Regions from separate parts of the Mus musculus genome. Here region 1 is linked to region 2. The links are chromatin contacts, called in public HiChIP or PLAC-seq maps. All regions are on one chromosome and are shown on one strand. Each heading gives the region's core, a stretch centred on a gene start, on an enhancer-like site or on the middle of the called end of the contact. The rest is flanking DNA. Distances are from core to core; before and after follow the strand shown. Region 1 holds the start of Gnl2 (guanine nucleotide binding protein-like 2 (nucleolar)). Region 2 overlaps Gm12930 (a long non-coding RNA gene).

Region 1 (5,857 bases), core at 2,210-4,709, 65 kb after region 2:
CACACACCTTTAATCCCAGCACTCAGGAGGCAGATGCAGGTGGATTTCTGAGTTCAAGGCCAGCCTGGTCTACAGCCAAGGCTACACAGAAAAACCCTATCTGGAAAAAACAAACAAACAAAAAAGGTAGGTTATTTTTTACATTTGAGCCCCTATCTTTAATCAAGTGGGAGCTGGGGAGAGGTTCAAGAGGCTGCATTTTTAACACCCCCCCGCCCAGTGATTTTGATGCCAGTGGTCCTCAGACCACTCTGAAAAATGTCTTCCTTAGAAGCATCTGCTTTTACCCACCGGACATCAACGACAAGATAAAAGTGAGGCCAGGCTTCTCTGCTGCCTGTGAGAACAGCAGCATACAGCCAAGGCTTGTTCCAGAAAAGAGGCATGGTCTCTGAGGGATTCTCCCCATCCATCGAGACCCGTGGCTACAAGCCAGAGGATTTCAGAGGATGAGGTGCTAATCCGGGTCTGGAGAGAGAGAGAGAGAGAGAGAGAGAGAGAGAGAGAGAGAGAGAGCAAGCATTGCTTCTGCACGCTATGGACTGAGTCTGCAATGTGTTCATGTACCATAAACTTGAGGAACCACCCTGCAAGCTTTCAGGTCGTTAAATCCTTCTCTGTTGTATGTGGTCTATGAGTATGGCAGAATGTATGGAGAACTGTGTTCCTGCGGGTGTCTTGCCTCCTCTAGTTGCCTGGCATTAAGGAGAAAAAAAAATGAGTGAAATATAGTCACTGTATTATAACTGTGGGAAGTAGATTAGTCGAAGCGCAAGGGTAACGTGAGTGTAACTGGCCTCTGTCAGGCACTTCATCTGCTGGTAGGACGGAGGATGGTTGTCAGGCTCAGCAAATGCTGTTTGAAGGGTTGATAGGTCAGGCTGTAAAAGTAGATGGGAAATTTGTACAGTGAACATAAGCAGGGTAGGTGAGTAGAAGAGAAACAACCCACCATATCATCTGGGAAAATAAAACTCTTTGGCAAGACTTCATAACAGCCTGATTCAAAATTTCATAATGAAATTATGTCTCTGATCAAAGCCTGCATGAGCTCATGAGCTGATTTTTGCCATTCGTGTTTATTCTGGTTTGCACCAAGTTGAAGCATCAGAAACACATTAATCTAATCTTCTTTCTGGGAGGAGGCTCTTGTACCCTCATCTGGGGATCAAAGGGATGGAGGATTGCAAGGAGGATCTTTAGCCCCTCACTGAATGTGCACTTTTGATTGGTTCTTTGAGTCCCCTTAGGCACATATGAGGGGTAGGGCCTTCCTAGGAGAGTTGAGTCTCCTGACACTTGCCCTTGAGGCAAGAAAAGCAAAGTTTAAGAAGGGAAAGAGACTCCCATCTCTCCTCTGGACACAGTCTGCTTTTGCTCTAGAAAGAATATTTCGGGGTTTGTTTGTTTTAGACTCAGAGAAGCGCTCAACTGTACCTCTTTCAACTGGAGCGCTTCACCACAGGTTTTCTTCTTACAAAATGAACTCAGATCCAATGGCCCCACACTTCTCATGGATCTTACTCAATCAGCATTTTTCTGGTCCTTCTCGAAGGCACACAGATAGGCACTCCTGTCAACTCAAGTCCCAACAGAAAAGGCACTTGGTTGAAATCTGGGAAACAGAATTCCCTGGGTCTCATGGGGCCCTTTAGACAAGAGGTACCCCCCCCCCACCTCTGTCCTTATTCATCCAAGAAAGATTTAGTAAGGCCTTATTTTATGTCAGATGCCTGTTCAAAGTGTTTTTAATTTTTAAGCCCAGGGGACCTTTACATACTTAACTGCACCTTTGTGACAGTCTCTCTCTCTCTCTCTCTCTCTCTCAAGATAATGTCTCAGAGGGCTGTGGTGGCACACCGCCACACTGGAAGTGGCACACACTTTAATCCCAGCACTCTGGAGGCCAGCATGGACTACAGAGTGAGTTCCAGGGCAGCTAGGGCTACAAAAAGGAACCCTATCTCAAAACACAAGCAAACAAACAAACAAAAAGATAATGTCTTTTTCTACAGTTTGGCTTGTATCTTCCTATATAGCCCAGGCTAGACTAGCCTTGAACTCACGGCAGATAGTCTAACCTCAAATGCTGAGGTTAGAGGCTCATGCCAACACACTCAGCTTTGTTACGTTCTGGGGACACGGAGGTGAATAACGTACCTGATTTCCATTTTCCTAAGCTTATGGCCTAGACCCAAGAAAGCAGCCAATGCTCTTGTGAACAGAGTCATTTCGGGTAGTGGCATGTGCCGTGAAGTGAGGTGGGATGGAATAACAGGAAGAGAGTGGCTGACTTAAATCAGTAACTCAGCAAATACTTCTGCCAAAGGAGCTGCTGCCAGATAGATCAAGAGAATGTAGTTCCATTTAAAAACAAGTGAACAGTGAAAAAAATCTTTTGGTGTAGGGTCTCTCTATGTAGCTCAAGCTGGATTTGAACTTGTGACAATCCTCCTGCCTTAGCCTCTCAAGTATATCATGTTTCCTTAGATCCTTTAAGTTATCCTAAACGATGATTGGAATATAAGCTAGAAAGTGTGTTTATTTATTTTTAACCTGAAATTCAAATTTCACTGTCTTGTATTTTTTTTCTTGATGTTCTCCTCCCCCCCTCCTGCTTCCCCCTCCTCCTCCTCCTCCCCCTCCTCCTGCTCCTACTCCTACTCCTCCACCTTCTTGGAGACAAGTCATGCTATATAATGTGGACAAGTCTGGAACTCCTTCCTCTGCCTTTTGAGCATTGGTATTATAGGTGTGTGTCACCATGCTGATGAATTTGCTAGTGTTTGCAATCCTATGGATAGAGGATATTTGAGCAGGAACTGACCAGAAGGAACCAGCGATGCCGATTCAGGGAATGTGTGATCAAACAGAGCAACATTCAGTGTAAATGTCAGAAGAGGGAGAAATGAGGTCAGAGGAACGGAGCCAGATCACAAGTTTTGTAGGGATTGGAAGGAGTTTGAATCTGTCTCTCTTTGCGATAATAAACCATTGGAGAATTTAAAATCTCTCTCTCTCTCTCTCTCTGTCTCTCTCTCTCTCTCTCTCTCTCTCTCTCTGTCTCTCTCTCTGTCTCTCTGTCTCTCTCTCTTTCTTTCAAGCTGAGGCTTGAATCCAAAGTCTGTTGTTACTAAAAACTGCTCTACTCCAGCCTAAAATTTAAAGGCAGGTATGACCTGTTCTGATATTTGCCCGCTCTTGCTGGAACACTTTTAGAAAGGTTCAGAGGGCAAATTCCCATCAGCTCATGCACTGGGCCGAGAACAGGCTTCTCTCTTTTTCTCTTTCTCTCTTTTTCTCACTAAACCCAGGACTGCCCGGTGCCCTGGACGTTGCTATGGAAGGGACGCTTGACGGTTGCTAGACCCGGGGGAGGCGGGAGCAGGACAGAGGCGGAGCCGGGTCAGCCTTAGGCAAGCGCCGCGCGCTCTCAGGAAGTCGCGTAGCGCGAGCGGAAGTGACGTCGCGCGTGTTCAGGGTCCAACGTGCTTCACACAGGACGCTTTCCCGGCTGGGAAGTCGTGAAGTGGTTTACCTCGCGAGTAGCAGAGCGGTGTCGGTACTGTCGTCAGGATGGTGAAGCCCAAGTACAAAGGACGGAGCACCATCAACCGCTCGGCGGCCAGCACCAACCCAGGTACGGCGGACCGGGCGGGACCAGGCCGCAGGAGCCGTCGGGGACGGAGGAAGGCCCGTTCCGGCCTGGGCGGCGGACCCGAGGTCTAGGCACCTGCTCTAAAGTTGGGGGATGAGTCACGCCAGCCTCTGGCAGCCCCGAGGCCTCTCAGGAGGAGGTGTAGAGAAAGGCAAGTTAAAAGTGGGCTAGGGTCCTGGAGTCCTGGCACATGCCTGTCATCCCAGCACTTAGGAAGCTGAGGCAGAGGGGATCACGAGTTAGTGGCTATCTGGACTACAGGGTACAGACTGAAGACACAGAGTGGAGTAGGTTGGCCCAGGTGGCATTTTACCCTTAACCATAGCATTCGTGCCACCTTAGCTTTGACCGTGGAATCAGACCATGCATAAGCAACACTTCAGGTAAATATAGTGATTTCAATAGAGGTGGTTTTGAGATACGAGAAATTCCCATCTACAGGGCAAACAAAACAGGCTTTCGAGGAGTCCCTCCCACTTTGATTTAGCTACTAAAACTGTGTTTAAATATGGGTTAGTCATAGAGGGGCTTGGTGACGCATCCCTGTAGTTCCCAATACTGGGAAGGCAGGACAGACAGATCTCTTGTGAATTCGAGGCCAGCCTGGTCTGCATAGTGAGACTGTCTCAAACTGGTGGGGGGAAAAATTAGGTATACTCTTGTCTCCGTAAGGCTGCAAGGATAGCTGACTTCTGTATCTCCTTGTAATTTGCATAATTAGGGTTTTGATTAGATTTTTTTAAAAAAATGATGAAAACACTCAGAGACTGGAGAGAACATGGGGAGAATAAGAGCTCACTCGTACTGCTGTTGCAGGAGGACCAGAGTTCAATTCCAGTTCAATCAGCTCTCACCTACCTGGAAGTTCAACTCCAAGGGGAATCTGATACCTCTGGCCTTCAAGGCATCTACCCACATATATCCGTATAATGTTTAGTACTGTGTATGTAGCAGTACTAAAGGAGAACATGCAGGAAAGTTGCTGCGTTACTTTGTGATCTTTTATAACTGTATTAAGTCACATAATACCATGCATTTGGAAGATTCACTTGGGATTGGTTGGTGATTAGTGTGATGATGTTTCTAAGCAGGGGTTAAGTTTATCAACAGCTGAAAAATGTAGACGGAAACCTTGAGGGTTGGTAGGAAGAGGGACTCAGGAAAAGGATAGGTAGCCAGATGTGTGTGGGCCGACTTCTCAGGAGAGCCCTCCAGGGGTTTAGTTTGATTTTGGGTTCTCTCTTAAAATTTAGAGTGGGAGGGGCTGGAGAGATGGCTCAGGGGTTAAGAACGCTGGCTGTTCTTGCAGGGGACCTGCAGTGATTCCCAGCACCCATGATACAGACGACCATCTATCTGTAACTCCAGTTCCAAGAGATCTGCCACCCACTTCTGGCCTTCACTGACACGCTGTGTGTGTTTAGTGCAGAGACATGTGGGCAGGATATGGTATTACATATTATACTTACATATGAAGTATAAATAAATAAAATTATTAAAAATTTAGGACAAGAGAATTAGTTATGAATTCACAAAGAGGGTTTCTAGATATGCTGCTTCTAACCTCAGAAGCTGTGGGAATCAGTCCTATAAGCCATGATTTGTGTGAAATTTAACCCAACTTTTAGAACCCATCATCATCTCTTGAAAGTTAAGACAGGTGGTGGCTCACATCTTTAATCCCAGTACCTGGGAGGCAGAGGCAGGTGGATCTCAGTGAGTTTGAGGCCAGCCTGGTCTACAGAGTGAGTTCCAGGACAGCCAGGGCTACACAGAGAAACCCTATCTTGAAAAACCAAACCAAAAAAAAAAAAGACTAAAAATATTTTCTTTTTAAAAATATTTATTTACTTTATATTTGAGTTTTGCCTACATAATATGTACACTCTGTTTGCTCCTATAGATGGTTGTGAGCCACCTTGTAGGTGCTGGGAATTAAACCCAGGTCCTCTGCAAAAATAGCAAGTTCTCTTAACTGCCAAACCATCTCTCTGGCCTACTCCTTTAATTTATTTTTAGATAGGGTCTCAGTTTGTTGCCTCTGACTCAACGTTTGGCCAAGGATATCTTCTAGCTTTTTTTTTTTTTTTTTTAAGATTTATTTTATATATATGAGTACACTGTAGCTTCTTCAGACACACCAAAAGAGGACATCAGATTCCATTACAGATGGTTGCAAGCCACCATGTGGTTGCTGGG
Region 2 (5,349 bases), core at 129-2,628:
TTTATGCATATGAGTACACCACCATTGCTCTATTCAGACAAACCAGAAGAGGGCATCAGACCCCATTACAGATGGTTGTGAGCCACCATGTGGTTGCTGGGAATTGAACTTGACCTCTGGAAGAGCAGTCAGTGCTCTTAACCGCTGAGCCATCTCTCCAGCCCCTAGGTTTCCTACCTTTAAAAGTGTTGCTCTAAGGCCTTAGCAGGCAATAGATTGACACGGAATGTGGCACTTTGTAAACTCTGCAAACAATAACTTGTTACAATTACCCCCTCTTAATCCCGGGAACTGAGCACCAAGGGCCTAAGAGCATGGCTGTGCATGCTTTGTCCTGGACACAGCTCCCCAATCCTTCCTTTTCCTCCTCATTGGGTAAGAAAACCGTGGGTTCTGGCAGAGTAGAGATTCTAGACAGCTGAGAGTAATGGATGACTGTACCCAAACAGTCTTGGGGCCCACAGCCTCCCCAGGCAGACAGGAGCCAAGAGCACGTTCCTGGGTTGGGAAATGATCTTAACTACCTGGGCAGTAGGTAGACTTGGCTTCAGGTTTGGTGTGAGGAGTTGGAAGCATCTTTCCCAGCCTGATGCTTCTGCTTCAGGTTCATATCAGTTGACGAGCAGCTGGACCTCCTTGCCGTGGCCCCGGAAAAGCCCTCATCTCTCACCTATTACTAGCGACTGGCTCCCCTCTTCTTGGTTCTCCCAAAAGTCATACAAGGGCGTTGACCCAGGATAGTCTTCTGCTCTGACTTGCCTCTCGCTCTCTGAGTGAGCCACCTTTGGGGACTGAGACTGGAGACTCTCAAGAGATGCTGCACAGCCAGTTTGTGCTGGTGCATGCCCTTAATCCCATTAATCCCAGACTCAGGAGGCAGAGGCAGGCAGAGTTTGAGGCCTGGTCTATAGAGCAAGTTCCAGGTCAGCCAGGGCTACAAAGAAAGACACTGTCTCAATCAATCAATCAATCAATCAAACATGAGAGAAGGAGAGAGGGAGGGAGGGAGGGAGGGAGGGAGGGAGGGAGGGAGGGAGGGAGGGAGGGAGAGAGAGAGAGAGGGAGGGAGAGAGAGAGAGATGCAGTGGAACCTGCCCTCCATCTTGCCAATGCCTTTATCTCAAGGGCCAGTGTGAACAATGCTAAGACTCTGTGTATGCTCTGGGGTTCTCTCTGACAGGGACCAACAGAACACCTCAGCAACAGGTGCTTTGAGGGTCAGGATGGGGGTGGTCGGAGGCCTAGCCTCCTCCGCGGATGGCCTCCTGGAAGACTGGCTTGGATATAGCTAGGCAGGGGGCAGTGCTGCCTGACCTCTTGTGAGTCCAGAGGCTGCCGTCCTGTGATTGATTCTCTCGGATCTCCTGGGAAAGCCTCAGGTCTGGGTAAGGGGAGGAGTCTGCAGGGCCCATATTCAGGGGCGGATTAGCCAGGAGAACTGCTCCCACCAGCAGGGAGGGGAGAGATAAAGGCTGGGAGCTGGAGAAGGGGGGCCCAACACCGAGACATTCCCTCCCCTGACCTTAGGCCCACACAGAGCCCTGTCTGTGGTGGGGGAGGGAGCCGCCCCCTTTCCCAGGGTACTGGCCTGCCTTGTAGCCCAGGACTTTCTCAGGCCCTTTATTAAATTTCTCAGGAGCTAGAGGGGAGGTTATCCCTCCCCCTTGTCCCTGAGCTCCCCTCCTTTTGTCTCCCTCCCCAGGAGGGTCTGGAAGGAGCTTTTCTCATTATTGTGGTTATTAAAAATAAATGAGAGAGACAGAGACACAGGGAGAGAGACCAAAGGAGAGAGAGGCAGGCAAGGATACAAAGAAAGACAGAAGGAGCTGGGAAGAAGGGGGCAGAGGAGGCAGATATGGAGACATGGAAGAAACAGAGGGTATGCCTCGGAGTATGTGGGGCTTTAAATCCTGTGGCTGCCTTGAACGCAGTACCTGGTAAGGAGTATGGCTGCATCATCGAAGTAGTAACAGCTACCTACAGCATAGAATCACTGCACCTTCTTTTGTAGTACCACTGTGAAGCACTCTTGTTGCTAACATTGGACTAACACTGCTGGGTGCTAAAGACTTGGCTTTGTTTATGGAGGCAAACCACCTCCATGTTAGATACACGAGAGTCAGGCAGACACAGGCAGGGAATGTGATGTGCAAGAGAACTTGGAGTCCCTGGGGATGCCTGTGACAAGGTATCAGGATGTATGTCTCATGGAATGACTATTTCCAGGGCCCAGCTCTCCTCTTCCTTGGTCATCACCTCACTTTTGTGGATCAATTCTTGACAACCCAATAGGGAAAGACAAACAACAAAATCATGCCAACAAGCCATGAGAGATCACTTCTGTGGACATCTCTGTTCTCTAGTTTCTTATCTTTAAAGTGCAGATAGCAGCTTATTCCTGTAATCTCAGCACTTGAGATGTAGAGGCAGGAGGATTACCTTGAGTTCCAGCCCTGCTTGGGTTACAGTGTCTGTCTCAAGAAACAGGGGTGTGGGAGAGAGTGAGTGAGAGAGAGAGTAAGAGAAAGAGGGGGAAGAGAAGAAGGAGAGAAGGAGGAGGAAGAGAAAGAGGAAGAGGAAGAAGAGGAGCGAGAGGAAGAAGAGGAAGAAGAAGGAGAGGAAGAAGAAGAGGAGGAGGAAGAAGAGAGGTCAAAAGAGAAATCTGCTACCTCCCACATTGCTCTGAGGCCATGGGTAATACGCATCTTAACACAGTACTAGTACCCAGGTCTTAGCTGTGCAGTTCCAGACCACCTGATTCCATTAATTTAGCAGTTTGTTTTTGAAACAGGGTCTTACTATGTGGCTCTGGTTGTTCTGGAACTCACTATGTAGACCAGGCTGGCCTCAAACTTATTTATTTTGAGACAGGGTCTTACTAGGAAGCCCCGATTGGCCCAGAACTTGCTATGTCTCCATCAACCTATCTTTAGATTTCACAAGAAATCTAAAAAGATTTGAAGAAGTTGAGCATGAACTTGAACAAGAACAGGCAAACCAACCCTGCACCAAAATTGCTATGAATTTTTGAAGAGCCAAAGGACTTATATAATTCACCTTAGTTTTTATTTTGGTTTGCTGTTTTATCTTTAATAACTTTTTAAAAAGACTTATTTTTATTTTATGTGTCTGAGTGTTTTGCCTCCCCTATGTCTATGCACCACATATGTACTTGGTGCCCCCCTAAGGCCAAAAGAGGCCTCAGGTCCTGTAGAGCTGGAGTCACAGATGGTTATGAGCCACCATGTGAATGATGAGACCCAAGCCCAGGTCCTCAGAAAGAGCAACATGTACTCCTAATTGCCAAACTATTTCTCCAGTATCCCCCTCCCTCACCCAACACACACACACACACACACACACACACACACACACACACACACACTCCGAATCAGGGTCTCACGATGTAGTTCTAGATGGCTTGAAATACTAAGTAGACCAGGCTGGCCTCAAACTCACCTAGATCTACCTGCCTCTGCCTCCTTAGTGCTGAGTTTAAAGGTGTGCACCACCATACCTGGCTTGAATAGCTTCTTTTAAGGAATAAAATTCAGGGCTGGGAGAGATGGCTCAGTGGTTAAGAGCACTGGCTGCTCTTCCAGAGGACCTAGATTCAATTCCCAGCACTCATATGGCAGCTCACAGCTGTGTGTAACTCCTGTTCCAGGAGATCAGACAGCCTCACACAGAGACATACATGCAGTCAAATCACCAATGTACATAAAACATAAGTAAGTACAAAGGAGTATAATTCATTCATGAAACTTCTCAAAGTATATGAGTCACTGATTTTTAGTGAATCCTGGAGCCATGCAACCATATCATGGTATGATTTGAAACATCCTTATCAGTGCCCAAACCCACGGGCAGTCAGTTCCCATCCCGATCCCCAGCCACTGATTCTGGGTCTGGCTTCTGTCCTCAAGCATGATGTCCGGAGGGTCAGCACACCTCATCCCTGTGCACTGCACTCTTACTGAACTTGATAGATGCACCATGTGATGTTCTTCTACCAATCAGTGGCTCTTTGGGTTGTTCTCTCCGTGCTTTAAGGCTTAAATGAGAGCACGGGGCGTGGCTCGGTGGTGGCCCTCTTGCCTAGGATGCGCAAGGCCCTCAGTTCAGTTCTTCAAATGGAGGAAGGAAACAAAAGGGTTGCATATGACACAAAGGGAAAGCTGTAAGATTAGTGAGTGTCTGGTCATCTTAAATGGATTTAGGGGAGAGGACTCCTTGGTGGGCATAGTCTGGAGTGGGTAGCATCACTTTCTACCCTGAGAATCCTGCAAAGGGATTGAGAAGGGCAGGCAGGTGGACTGGTTGGTGGAGCTCACATGCAGTAAATGAGGAGTGGGGAAGGAAGCCCAGGACTTGGCCTCAGCCTTACAGCTTCCAAACTGTTCTCCACTCAGAGTAAGAGAGAAGGTTGTGACTTAACAATGGCCTGCCCTGAGGTTTAGGGAGCATGAGGGGAAAACTGAGGGTCCCACAGACTGTCTTCTCTCAGCACCAGCTAGGACTTATAGGACACGCTGCGTCTGCTGGCCTGTGCTGGCATTAGCTCAGACGCGCCAGTGTTTTTCCCTTCCATGACATCCCACAGAGCCTCCTCATGTGGCGTACTTACTATGTCCAGGGCTGGCATGGGTACCCTACTACCCTTTTATGGGCACCCTCGGGTGTGAGAGTGACGTCATGAAGACTCAGAAAGGTTCAGCAACTTGCCCAAGATCCTGATGTTCCTGTGCAAATGGAAGAGCTTGCCTTCCTGCGTCTCCATGGGTTGGATTCCAAAGGCCACTCTTCCTCTTTCTCCCTCAGCTGCCCTCCCTTCCTGAGGCTGCAGTTGCACATCTGGCTCCCAAATGACCCCCCCTCCCCACCAGGGGGAAAGGCAAAGCCTGTTGTAGGGAAGGGAGGTTGGGGATAGGAAGGGCAGAGGGGCCGCTGGCCTTCTTCCCCAGGCTCTGATGGGCTCAGAGGCCCTCCCTAGGGAGGCGTGGTGCCCTCTGCTCCCCTCCAGCTTCTCCTGGGAGACAATATGCTTCTCATTAGGCTGGCGTTGGATTTTGCAAACCGCAAGTCTAATTGTGAAGTTGGGATGGGGAGGGGTGTAAGTAACTGCGCATGGGGGAGCTCAGACAGCCCCTCCTCCCTCGGTGGCTCTTGGCACCGTGCAGGCAGCTGTGCCCCCCAGCCTTCACCCACTACCAGCTTGGAGGGAAGCTTTGAGGACCAGGCTTCTAGAGAAAGCTTGCCAGAGGAAGGGGCAGAGCCAGAGACCACAGGCTCTGCTGTTTGTATCTGCTTCCTGGGGCAGACTAACCACCTATTCTTAGGCTCCTCTAG

Evidence for each region. HiChIP or PLAC-seq counts read pairs in DNA pulled down with a chosen protein or histone mark.
Region 1: an H3K4me3 HiChIP or PLAC-seq map of neural tube shows a contact between it and region 2, with 2.5 times the contacts expected there. The contact joins the promoter of Gnl2 here to the enhancer-like site in region 2. A contact is called at or near these places in 1 of 39 promoter capture datasets (neural stem cells), 36 of 484 Hi-C or Micro-C datasets (the 63-12 cell line, CD4 T cells, the CH12 cell line and 21 more), 22 of 115 datasets of contacts at active chromatin or transcription factors (the 230-238 cell line, the HPC-7 cell line, VIP interneurons and 14 more) and 4 of 9 other capture datasets (adipose tissue, liver, macrophages and 1 more).

Annotation. Positions count from the first base shown.
Region 1 is chr4:125,026,555-125,032,411 of GRCm38.p6, forward strand. Gnl2 (guanine nucleotide binding protein-like 2 (nucleolar)) reads left to right here and starts at 3,460. Exons shown (of 16, transcript NM_145552.2): 1 at 3,460-3,640. The coding sequence starts at 3,577.
Region 2 is chr4:124,963,938-124,969,286 of GRCm38.p6, forward strand. All of the region lies in intron 1 of Gm12930 (a long non-coding RNA gene), which reads right to left. Gm32371 (a long non-coding RNA gene) reads right to left here. Exons shown (of 5, transcript XR_376649.3): 5 at 3,701-4,127. Among named protein-coding and RNA genes, the nearest start is that of Gm32371, 7.2 kb to the right of the region's middle. Within about 2 kb of position 1,379, at least 23 of the 459 cell types and tissues checked have an H3K27ac peak or open chromatin away from gene starts, as enhancers often do. A contact at or near this core is called in epiblast stem cells and neural tube, where this site is marked.